Regions from separate parts of the Canis lupus genome. Here region 2 is linked to region 1. Evidence: chromatin contacts called from public Hi-C data. All regions are on one chromosome and are shown on one strand. Each heading gives the region's core, a stretch centred on a gene start, on an enhancer-like site or on the middle of the called end of the contact. The rest is flanking DNA. Distances are from core to core; before and after follow the strand shown.

Evidence for each region. A called contact is a pair of places that touch in the nucleus more often than the background predicts.
Region 2: a contact with region 1 is called in a Hi-C map of skin fibroblasts, with 3 times the contacts expected there. The contact joins two enhancer-like sites. A contact is called at or near these places in 4 of 9 Hi-C or Micro-C datasets (amygdala, blood and skin fibroblasts).

The regions. Positions count from the first base shown.
Region 1 is chr5:8,354,741-8,360,855 of UU_Cfam_GSD_1.0, reverse strand. No RefSeq gene overlaps it. Among named protein-coding and RNA genes, the nearest start is that of RPUSD4, 24 kb to the right of the region's middle. Within about 2 kb of position 3,180, at least 2 of the 20 cell types and tissues checked have an H3K27ac peak or open chromatin away from gene starts, as enhancers often do.
Region 2 is chr5:8,595,456-8,601,570 of UU_Cfam_GSD_1.0, reverse strand. It overlaps DDX25 (ATP-dependent RNA helicase DDX25), which reads left to right. Exons shown (of 12, transcript XM_038535710.1): 11 at 154-342; 12 at 1,723-2,018. The coding sequence ends at 1,784. Among named protein-coding and RNA genes, the nearest start is that of VSIG10L2, 20 kb to the right of the region's middle. Within about 2 kb of position 3,905, at least 4 of the 20 cell types and tissues checked have an H3K27ac peak or open chromatin away from gene starts, as enhancers often do.

The DNA of each region.
Region 1 (6,115 bases), core at 1,931-4,430:
ATAAATAAATAAATAAATAAATAAATAAATAAATAAATAAATAAAATCTTTAAAAAACATAATTATTTTTGGTAAGTTGTTTTTTAAGTGAATGAAACACCAGCAAAACTAAGTTAAAGCCATTGCCCGACGCATTGCACTGGGACCCTGCAGAGCCTGGCCTTGGGAGTGGGCAGCTCTTGATAAGACCCTTTCCAGAAGAGCACTGGGGGTGGGGATGGTGGATCCCACTGAAACCCCTCCTGGTGGATGCAGGCAGGAGGTCAGCAGGGTAGAGGGAAGGAGGCACTTCCTTCTATTCCTATAGCTGTCTCTCTCTCCAATTGCACACCCAGGACCCTTCCCCAGATCCTTACTCTTCTTTCTTTTTTAAACCTAAACCCAGCTGCTCCAAAGAGAAAGGAAAAAAACTCTTTTGTTGTCTGAAAGGGCATCCAGTGAAGAAGAGGATGTTTTGTACTTTGTACTGAGAATGCTTTTCTTTTTTTAGATAGTATTTAGTACCCAATTGACAAGAACTTATTAAGCATTTTCTACAACCCTGACCTGTACTAAGCACTGGGGATGAACGCCTTCATGAATAAGAGAGGCAAGTGTCTCTGCCTAGTGGGGTGACCTTTAACCATGAAGTCCCAAGCCAGCCCCAAGACTCTATTTGGAATGCAATGAGACAATGATTTCTTGGTTCCTATTTACTGGATACCTCGATGTTAATGGCGACCTTTACATAGGTCCCATAAGGGCAGTCAGGGTAGTATCTGCTTAAACGCAGAACTTCTGGAGTCAGACCCATTTTCAAATATCCATTGTGTCCCCTTGGGCAAGCTCTTGCATCTTCATCCTGTAATTCACACTTCGTCATGTGAAACGTAGGTAATGCCCTCTCCCTTGCAGGATTGTGGGGAGGGCCCAGTGGGTGAGTGGCTGTAAAACACTCAGCACAGTGTCTGGGGTGTCGAGTGGACGCTCAGCAAATGGAGCCAATGATAGTCTCTGCGAACAAGAGTTTCCCACCACAGGTGAGCTGGAGAGTCTGTTGCCCGTTGACGTTACCGTGTGTTCCAAGACAGTGTTTGCTAAGCTCGGATGAGTCTAAGAATCACTGAGGGAGCCTTTTAGAAATACGGCTTTCCAGGCCCCAACCCAAACCTACCAAACCAGATACTGCAGGGATGGGGCCTGGAAATGTGCATTTTTAGAAGTTTCCATGTTTGCCACGGATGCCGCTCGGATCCAGCCTCCTGCTTCTGCTGCCCGAAGCTCGTGATAGAGAGAGCGGAGGTGCACGGCTCCAGTGACCCTAGCCTGCACCCCTGACTCCAGCCCTCCTTGTCTCCACCCTGGGACCCAGCGTCCCCCCATCCAACCTTGCCTTCCCGGGGCTGCATGCGGTGGGTCCCTTCTGAGTGAGGCGGCTGCTCGTAAAGCTCCCGTTGAAAGGCAAGACAGACAGGAGAGGTCAAAGTTCACACAAGCTCCTCCGCCTTCCGTTTCATTTACAAGTGGCAGTCACCTCATTAAACCCGGTCCCCCCCTCCACCCCTACCCCCCCCACCCTGCAGCCCACCCCATACATGCCCACGCCTGCCCCTCCTCCCTTTGGCCCTGGCCAGGCATCCACATAGACATTTGGCTGGAGGGCAAGTGGTCCAGAGGCAGACAGGTGACTTCCTGGAGATGCCCACTCACGTCCACTTTGGCAAGGCCGGGCCTCCAAACTAGCCCAACTCCTGGTGTAGAGATCGTAGTCGCAAATGTCTGTTAAACTCGAGTATTAACAAGTGCACGCAACTGGGATCTTAGCAGCCGCGGCGCACCTGTGCTTGGCGGTTGGCGCTGATGCCTCGGACGGAATCCTGAGGAGGAGGTGGGTGTGAAGGAGGCTCGCACGTCCACAGCCAGCGCCCTCAACGCCAGCGCTCTGCTGTGAGCCCCGGGCTGGCCTCCCCCACTCTCTGATCCTCAGCTCCTCAGAGGATCAGAGGATCCTCTGATCCTCCCTCAGAAGGAGGGTCCCTGCAATGATTCAACGAGGTAGGCCGCACGCAAGATCCCAGCTGAGCCACTGGCACGCTGCAGGTGCCCAGAACATTCTCTCCCTGAAGCCACGGAGGCACAGAGTTAGCTTCAGTGGTGTCAACGGTGTGACAGTTGGCACAGGCTGTCAGACCACAGGGAAGGGCCGGGAGCCACACAGAGGGCCGGTGGGTCTTCCCGGACTCATGGATGGTTAAATTGAGGCCTGAAGAGGAGCTTCAGACAGGCCAAGGGGCATTGGGGTTGCAGAGAGAAGCCAAAGGAGGAGAGGCATGTGTGAGGCCCTGAGTCGGGGAGGGGTCAGGCCCACCTGAGGACCTGGGGGAACGAGACTGGGGTGCCCATGAGTGAAGGGAACAAGGTGAGGTGAGCAGAGAGGTGAGCAGGGTGCAGGCAGGTCCCCTCCAGGACACGGAATATTCCAGACTATCTGAGGAAGAGTGGAAGCTTCTGAGGAGGCTACACGTGCCCCATCCTTCTTTCCAGTCTTCCAGCCGGTGTGTGAGCCATGGAGGGAACCCAGCTTTGAAGTCAGACCTCAGGATAGGCCGAGATCCTGGCCTACAGAGCCCCCTCTTCCATGTCCCCGCACCCCCACCCCTCCACAGCAGAGGGCCGGATGCTCTGTGGGACCTCAGGACTCACGACAGGGTTGATGACAGGCTTTAGGTGGTGGGGGTGCAGCCTTTCTGCACGGAGGGCTCAGGGGAGGCAGCCCTCCTGGAAGGGAGGCGGGGGGGACTGGTCTGGAAACGTTGGCAGTGCAGCGCGTCTATACTCAGGTTGTTTATCCGGGGGTGGAACAGGTGGACATTAAGAGCCCCCAGCTTTGGGGTGCCGGGGAGAAGAGCACCACTCGTGCTGGGGTCCCTGAGAAGGCGTCCCCGGGCGAGGATGGCCAGAGGAGGCAAGCACCCTGCTCCGGGGGACCTGGAAGACAGGACGTGGACCAAGCTGCCACCCAGAGGACGGAAGGGCAGTAACACAAAGGATAGAGACCCAGGAGAGGGAAATGGGGCAGCAAGAGGCAGAGAGTGAGCCGCAGGGGGGAGGCCCCAGGTGTAAAGAGAAAGGAGAAGGTACTACAGAGACAAAATAGGGGAGGATGGACACACACCTTTGCTGAGAGAGGGACAGACCGAGGAAGAGAGGGGGAGAGAGACCCCGCAGAAGTAGGGCAGGGGCAGAGCAACGGGGAGGGCAGCCCTGGAGCCCCAAGCCTGGCTCTGCCCTGAGACTTGCCGACTGGGCCCCAGGGGGGTGCTCCGGGCAGACCGTGCGCCCCTCCGGAGACGCCTCCCCTCCGTGTTTCCCACGGGAAGCCTTGAGCAGCTTCCAGCCGCCCCATCCGCTCTGTGAGGCTCCAGGTGCAGACGGAGGAGACCCCTGGGAAAGGCCGGCTGGGCCCCCGGCTTCACCCACCCAAAGGCGGCCTCGGGGAGAGGGGGGCGTTCTGGGGATCAGGGCGAGAGCTCCTGGAAGTACCGGGACCCTGACCCCTGCCTGTCACACAGACCCTCCCAGGCTCCTTCCGGGTGCACCTGGGACACAGCGGGGCTGACCGGGGACCTCGGATCCAAGAAGGTCATCATCGAGGGGCCTCAGCACCCCACCCCGGGCTCCCACAGTGTTGACCCACGGCAGCCCCTGCCCTACCCACCACCGAGGCTTCCCTGGATCTGTCCCCTTGGCTCCCCCATCTACAGCTTGGAGACCCAGCTCGGGGACCCCGCCTGCCAGGCCCAAGCTTCCTCCCCAGGCCTGCCCCTTCCTGCCCCAGGTTCCGCTCTCAGGCTGCACCAAACTGCCCGCAGACCCAGCTCTAAACCTGCCCTCTGTCCTCCAGATGCCCTTTCCCACCCTCCACCTGGCGACCCCGCTGCCCAGCCTGCACCTGCACCTGCTCGTGGGCTCCTAACCCCCTGTATGCATCGCCCACACAGTCAGGAATGTGGACTGGCACGAGGCTGCAGCATGGTGTGTGCATCCAACAGTGCCCAGCGGAGCCCGGGTGCAGCGGGTGTCGGGTGGATGGATGTGGGGGGATGACTGGTTATAAGCCACAGCTCACCAGTCACCCTGGGAACTGGTTGCCACTTCACCTTTGGCTTTCCAGCTGGATGGAAGCCCTTGGGCGCAGACCTGTATCTCACCCTCCTCACGCCTCTGTCTGGCTTCAGACGCCTGTGGACTGGAAGAGGAGTAGCCCCAGGGACCCGCCTGAATTCAGGGCATTCACCCAGAGCTCACAGGTGCCAGCGAGGTTCCAGGTTCCGCCTGGGGCTTCACTCCTTTCCAGGAACAGCAAGGTCAGAGATGCTCCCCGCCTTCCCAGGACCCCAAACCCCAGCCCCTCCATGTTGATCTCGGGACAGACCAGAGGAGAGGGTGGAATTGGAGAGCTGGTGACGGGGGCGCTGGTCCATGGAAAACTCTGAGGCAGTTCACGGACACAGAGAACAGTTCAGATGCACATTTCCTGCTGAGCCAGTGCCCGCATTCCCCCCACATGCCAGCAGGTCCGGAGAGAGGCTGTGTGCAGCTGCTGCCCAGGGTGCCTTTGGAAAGAGCTGGGCCGACACCCTGGGCCCAGCACCTCGGTCCCCAGAAGCTTGAGTTCAGTGATTGGGGAGTCAGGCCAGAAGGCCCAGGAGGACTCGGGGCCTGGGCAGTTCTGGCCCGAGGCTTTTCTGCCCCTCTCTGGTGGGGCTCAGCTCCCACAGAGGCTCAGATGCTCCTGGGACAGGCCTATGTGGGGTCCTGGGGGTCACCCAGGTGCCCACCCACAAGAACACCTCCCATCGGTTTGCACACTTCCTAACTGGCCTCCAGCACCGGGCAGGCTGGTCAGCATCTGCCCAGCAGAAAACCGAGAGGGCAGGACAGGGGAGGGCAGACACTGGACCAACGTCAAGATAGTCACTGTCATCAGGTTCACCTTGAAGCCCGTCCCTGTCCTTATCCCCCCCAGGACAAGCTCTCCAGAGCAGCCTAGTACCTGGCCCTGAGCAGGTGCCATGCAAGGTCAGGGAGAGACAGTGCGCTGAGTCCGGGTGTGAGGAGGCAGGACAGGGACAGAGCCCCCTGACAGGAAGCAGCCCGTGACCAGCTAGCTGGTCAGGTGCACACAAAAGCTGCTGTGTCCCCAGCTGCCCCCTCCCCCCAGCAGGCCCTGGACCCTACCCTGCCAGGCCCGTCTTTCCCAGGTGTCCTGAGCTGCCTGGCCTTGTCAGCAATTGTTAGGACAGGATACCAGCACTGACAGCTCTTATTCATGCTGCAGAGGTGAGGACAGCTTAATTCCCTGACCCAGACACAGGGCTGCTTGCCAATAGGTGTGGGGCCACCGCTGACCCCTGCCCTTCCCTCCCTGAACGGTGGGCACAGGGACAAAGCCTCTGATGTCCCTCATGCCCCAGGGCTCCCCCCTCTCCTCTCCCTCCTCCTCTGCCTCCCCTTACCCTCTCCCTGCACCAAATAGCAGGCACTGGTAGCAGCTAAATTGCCCAGGGATGAGTGATGTTGGGTGCTGGGCTCAGGGGGATTGGGGGTGGGGTGCAGAAAGCAAGCTCAACACAGCAACCTCGACCCTCCCCCCCCCGCCGAGGTTGGGACAGAGAAAGGGTGTGGGGGGGTCCCTTAGCCCTGGTGTGCTGGGCTTCTCGCCCTCGGGTCAGGAGCCAACGAGCTCCGGCTTCCCGTGAGCACCTTTAGGCCACCCCACGCTCCTCAGGAAACCCAGGCCCGTGCTCTCCTGGGCACACACCTGCATACCTGCGGCCTGGGCACTGGCGGGTCGTCTGCCATGTTCTCTCCCTGCGTTCAGCATCTTCGGTGGACAACCCCATCAGGGGACACCTGCATTCTTCCCTGACCTCAGGAGCAGCTCCTGAGCTGCTCTGGAGGCTCCTCACATTGGTTCCTGGGACTCTGACCACTCAGGCGTTGCCTGGTGGCTCCTAAGTCAAGGCCTCCCCACGTCCAGCCTGGACTTCCAACGTCTGTCCATGGAGGGAAGAAGGGAGGACCTACCTCCTGCTCCCTTCCTACCTGTCTCTAAACTGTAGTAAGGATGGCA
Region 2 (6,115 bases), core at 2,656-5,155, 240 kb before region 1:
CTGCCTGACCAAGGTATCCGCTTCCATGATGTAAAGCCAGGTTTTACTGGTAAATTGTGGCTTTAAGGACAGTTTCCTTGGCAGATATGGTTTGTGAATAGGTGTGTCCTAAGGAACCAGGTGCAGGACCCTACAGCACCTCTCCTCTTCCAGGGATCGATGTGAAGCAGGTCACGATTGTTGTGAACTTTGACCTCCCTGTAAACCAAGCAGAGGAGCCAGACTACGAGACCTACCTTCACCGCATAGGGCGGACAGGACGCTTTGGGAAAAAGGGCCTGGCCTTCAACATGATTGAAGTGGATAAGCTGCCCCTGCTCATGAAGATCCAGGATCACTTCAGTAAGTAGCACCTTTCACAGTGGGAACCGCGGACCCTGCTGATGGTGACACTGATGGCATGTGTCACGAACCTTGCACCCAGAGGCTTAGGGTAGCATGGCGGGGGCAGGAGCCAAGGAGTAGGAGGCTTCTGATTCACACTGCCAGGGTTCCTAAAGTGAGACCATTGGTTAAATCATCCATATAGGGTGTGGCTAAGGAACAATTTAAAAATCAAGCAGAATTACTAAGAATTCAGGTTTATGTTATTGCCCATTGTGGGACCTGGGGCAGCTTTTCACGTCCTATAAAGCACCTTCCTAAACAAAGTAATAAAGTCCTTTATGATAAAATTGTCCCCAGCTTCCTCTTTTATTTACATTTGTCCCTTCCTCCATCCCCCATCCAAACAAGGCAGGCTCTGATAACCTGCTGGGGTTCTTGGACTGGCAGCTTGCCCTCTGATGGAAACTGGAAGCGTGACCTAAACTGAGGTGTCCACTTCTCAAATTAGTCCATGCCCCAAACCCATGGATAGGGCAGGGGAGCCGGGAAAGAGGAACACGAAAATGACCCTGAATATATCTTCGCCTATTTGGGAAATGGTACTTAACTTTTGTGGGAAGAATGGAAACTATCCTGGGGAGGTGCACAGAAGTGCATGTATGCAGTTTGGAATACAGTTCTGAAAAGTCTGCAGACTGTAGCACGTCTGTGGCCCTGCAGGGAAGTTGATTAAGCACCTCTGTGTTAGGAGAAGCAAGGAGGGATGCAGGCAAAGAGAACTCTTGCTATGGTAAGTGCATTATGACCTCGTTTTGAGAAGTGACAGTGGAGGAGCCTTCACCCCTCTCCCTGTTGCCTTCCTACACCCCCTACACATACACTCACCCCCCACACACCCACTTCATTCCTCCCAGCGCAGCCAGGCTCCCTTCCCAGGCTCCCCTCACTTGCACTCTGGTCTATTTCCTGCCCCAGGGTATCTAGACCTCTGTTCTATTATTTGGTGCATTTGATGTTACTTTAGTCATTCTTATTTGATTATTTTGATGCCATCTCTTCCTTAACTGATCTCGAGAATGTTCATCTCTTAAGGCTTTCCATGCAGCGGATCACAGGAACACATATTTGCAAAATATCACTGTCTTCAGAAATTCAGAGTTGAGGGGTGCCTGGGTGACTAAGTCAGTTAAGCCACTACCTTCAGCTCAGGTCATGATCTCAGGGTCCTGGGATCGAGCCCCATGTTGGGCTCCCTTCTCAGCAGGGAGTCTGCTACTCCTTCTGTCTCTCCCTGAATAAATAAATAAAATCTTAAAGAGAATCCGGAGTTGAGTGGAATGACATTCCATTTAGGCCCTGGGCTCAGACTCGTTCCATTCTCTTTCCTTCTTCTAGACAGCAGTATTAAGCAACTCGACCCTGAAGACATGGATGAAATTGAAAATATTGAATATTGAATATTGAAGACAGAACTTTATTGCTTGTGAAATATCCTAGTTTATGTGAGACTGTCCCAGTGGGTTTCAAAGGTAATTTTTCCCATTGGGGCTTTTTCAAAGTGAAACTGTTAAATATGGCAAAATAAATGTCATGGTAGCCTTAGTCTTAAGATCTGAGGTTGTTTTGAAACCAGATTGTTGTGAAGCACATGATCTTTTTGAATAAAAAAGCAAGATTATTTCTTACTCTAATCTCACTGCAGGTTAACACCTTTGTGTGGGCTACTGGGATGTTGCAGGACTTCGTTTAAGGATCTGAGCACACTGTGCCTCTTGTGAACATGTTACGGTGCCACGAGATGGCAGTAGAACTTCACTGGTTTCGGAATATGAGCTAGTGGAGCCAAGAAGCCACCCAGCTCTGCCTCACTCACAGGTCGCCCTTTCTAGCCACTCACTCACGTCCTTCCCCCTCACATATCTGCTCCCCTCTGCAGGCATGCTCGGGAACAAAGTGTGTGTGTGCGCACACACACACAGACGCATAGACACACATGCACACACACCTACCCATTAGGTGGGAGTGCAGGGTGAAACCTTCAAAAAAGAAAAACAGTTTGAAAGAATATTTTACTTTTCTAATGTTTCAATTGACCTACAGAATGTGAAAATATTTTCTCTGCTTGGCTTCTTAATATGTTCAAATTAGAGCCGATTTAATCCATCATCAGCTATCTAATAGTTTCTCGAAATGTGGCTTTGTTATAGACATTTCTTCAAAACAGGTGGTGGAGGGGACTATTTGCCTTGTAAAAGAAGTAACATTTCATTCAAAGTATATTTGAGAATCCCAGACGTTCTCCTAGAGGTCCCATTGAGATGCTTTTCATTTCTCACATTTGCTGCTAACAAGTGAAACGGTGGGCTGGAGGCAGCTGGGGAAATTGATACTCTCCCAGAAAGCTGAGCAGGTCTGCAGCCTGCAGCTAGAGCCCAGGCCCCGGCTCTGTGCATCCCACCAGAGCCCCACCTGCAGGCACGGGAATGCCCCCGTCCTCCTGGCCTGGAAGGGTATTTCTGGGGTATCTCTTTTGGTATCCTACATGCATAGCTCCCTGCCCATGTTTAACCCCGGGAGCAGGGCTCAGAAATACATGAGAACCACCCAGGTGCCTCATTCCGTGGCAGACATTTATCGTACACCCTTTACGCCAGACACCAGCAAAAGGGAGATGAAAAAGATGTTCTAGCCGTCTCAGACTTCAGAGTAACAGCAGCCTAAGAAGCAGCCAGCAGGATAATAGATGGTGCTGAAGGAGGGAGGGGTGTGCAGGTGGCTGGTGGAGCATGGAGGAGGGGCCCCTAACACCAACCGAGCCAGCTTCCTGGAGAAGACACTGTCTGCTTTTATAAGAGAGAAACGTGCATTGAATGGTGCCTCTCATCATGTTGTCGGTACCACCCTCCACTTAGCTCACATGGGCCCGCTGAGGCAGCCTCCCAGGTCCAACCTGGAGAACTTGAAAAGAAACCATACAGAGTCCTTCGTCTGTGCGGAAGAAGCCAGACCCTCCGAAGAGAGGGCCCAGAAGTACAGTGTCGGGGAGCCAAAGGCATAGGTAAAGCAGTAGGTAATAAAGATCGCTGTCTCAGGAGACGTTTCCAGAGACTGAATCTGTAGGAAGTGGAGCTCCCACTTCTGAATGTCCACTCGGGTTTTGCTCACGCCGTGTCTCCCACAGGGGCTCTCTCTGGGCTGCTATGAGCATGTGGCCAGGCTTCCTGCGCCCACTCAGTGCCCAGCACGTAACAGGTGTTCAGTAAATATTTGTCAAGTAAGTAATCCTTTGCCGTTTCTTCATCCACTAACATTCTTCCTTGATATTTTCCATCCTAGTTTTGAACCCCAATTATATGGCATAAGATGACTGAGCATAGGACATATATCAAGATGTTCTGCTCTCTCTCACTGTTTGAGAATTCAGTGGGACTTAGTGTCATACTCAGCTCCATATCGGCGAGATCTGATGAAAACTGGCCCATTTCCCTGTCCCATCCAGACCCTCCCATAGACTCTCTACCCGTTACCCTCACAAACGTAATTTCCATTTGGCAACTGTTCCCACAGGCTCTGCAAACAGTGGGCATTCTTCGGCCTTCCCCTTGGCCCCTCTCCTCACATCCCCTCTCCTCACATCCCTTTGTCTCGCCACCTAGAGGCAGCAGAGCCGTCCTGTGTTCTGTGTGCATCACAGCCGCCTCGACGAGCTGTCTGGTCTGGTGAGTCAACAGTCAAGGCTGTTTTGCAGGCGCAGAGCCTTGTTGGGAACAACAAGCAGTTTCCACATCTCTGTGCACGGCCTGGCCAAGGTCAGCTCTCAGTTGATGCCGGCCTGGGGAAGGAGCCCATGGAGAAGCAAGGAAAACCAGATGATTTCCGTGCATCTGTGGGCTGGGTTAATCAGCTGTGTATTACTTGGCACCAAATACTAAACCAAATCCATTACGTTTATCTTGGCCAGCCTGATACTGTTAGCGTATTGAAATTCACAATTACGCAGAGCAGGGCTGCGACTCCCGGCGGGAATTGTGAGTGAACACCTCGCCTGGGGCACAGCTCCTATGATGTGAGGTGCTGGATCTAAAGGCAACTATGAATAATAGGAAAGGCGAACGTGTCGATGAGAGTCTGGGAGGATGTCTGACAGCCCTCCTCAGGAGACATTATTGCTTTTGGTGTCGAGAAAGTGTTGATCCTCCTCGGCAAAGCTTGGTCCCAGGGAAGTCCGCTGGCGGTCTCTGCCCCTGCGATCAACAGTGGAAAGTCTTAGAGGCTTGCTGGCGGGGTGGGAGAGATGAATAGTACCTTTCCAGCACCGGGGAGAGGAGCCGTTTGTGTCCAGCCTTGCTTCTGCTCCTGGTCCTCAAGAGGCTCCATCTCCTACCCTTTGGTTCAAGGAGGGACCCCATTGGAAAGAGGACCGGAGCAGAGACGGCACAGCTGTTGGAATGGAAGGTGAAATGGGAGTTCAGAGCAAGGACCTCTCTGTGGGCCTGCACCTCTTTGCCCTCTGAGCTGGAGGGCCTTCCTCTGTTCCCTCCTGCTGTTGTACGGAGAGCCCACACCTGATGGTCCAGAGGGCACGTGGGGCCCAGCAGGTGGGCGTATGCTAGTTTTCCCACCTGTCTGATGGAAGGATTGGGTCCTCTTAAATCCTGCCTCCCTCACTCCACCCCCACCACTTGCAGGGAACCAGCTCGTGTATGAAGGACCCTCCTAACGTTGTAACCCATGGACTATGCTTCAAGGAAGGAATACCAACTGTCTATTCTTGGAAGAGTCCAAAAACAACTGGCCCCAGAATTTTGTATACCTTTTTTTTAACCCATGGCTGAGAGGAAAGTTAGACCTTGCCCTTCTTCTGTCTGCTGATCCTCTTACTCCACCCTCCAAAACACCCCTCTGCCAGTGTTTTCCATTCTAGGTTCTACATTCTTCCATGTTCTCGGCTCGCCTGTGCTCCCTAAAGAGGGCTGGATGGACCAGACTTCTCCCACCCCTCCCTCCCACCCCAGCTGCCTGGGTCCCTCCGAGGCAGGCTGTCAGGGCCATTGTCTTGAGACACTACCCTCTTCCCCTGATTTTCCTTATTGCTTTGTCTCTCAGTCCGCTCAGGCACCGTAACTACCACAGACTGGGTGGCTTAACAGAAATTTTGTCTCTCATGGTTCCGGAGGCTGGAAAGTCCAAGATCAAGGTCTAGCAGTGTTCAGTTTCAGGCAAGGACTCTCTTCTGCCTTCGCACTATGTCCTCACATGGCAGGGAGAGAGAGAGCTAGCTCAGTGCACTCTCTGGTGTCTCTAATCCCATAATCCCATCGCCAGGCCCCAACCTCATGACCTAATTACCTCCCCAGAGCCTCACTTCCAAATATGGTCACACTGGGGCTAGGGCTTCAATATATGAATTTGAGGTGGGGATGGGGAACAAGCATTGTGTCTCACCTGCCAAACAGCACTTTGCAATCTATCATTTTAAAACTACCCATATCCATAACATTCCATTCACTATCATTTAAAAATTTGGGTGAGGTTGAAGAACCATTATCCTTTTATAATGTGATTGTCCACCCCACCATTAAACAGGGAACTTTTAGACCCTTTTAATGAAATACAGAGAACACACCTGAAATGGGATGATTCTTGTTTAAGAGAAGGAACAGTGTGTTCTGAAAACCTAGGGAGGGTCCCACTGCCCACATGGAGCTGTCAGCCCTTCCCTACCAGTTAGTGAGCTTCAGCTTCTACTTGGGTTAGAGACAACCAGAAGCTCTAATATATTAAGAAA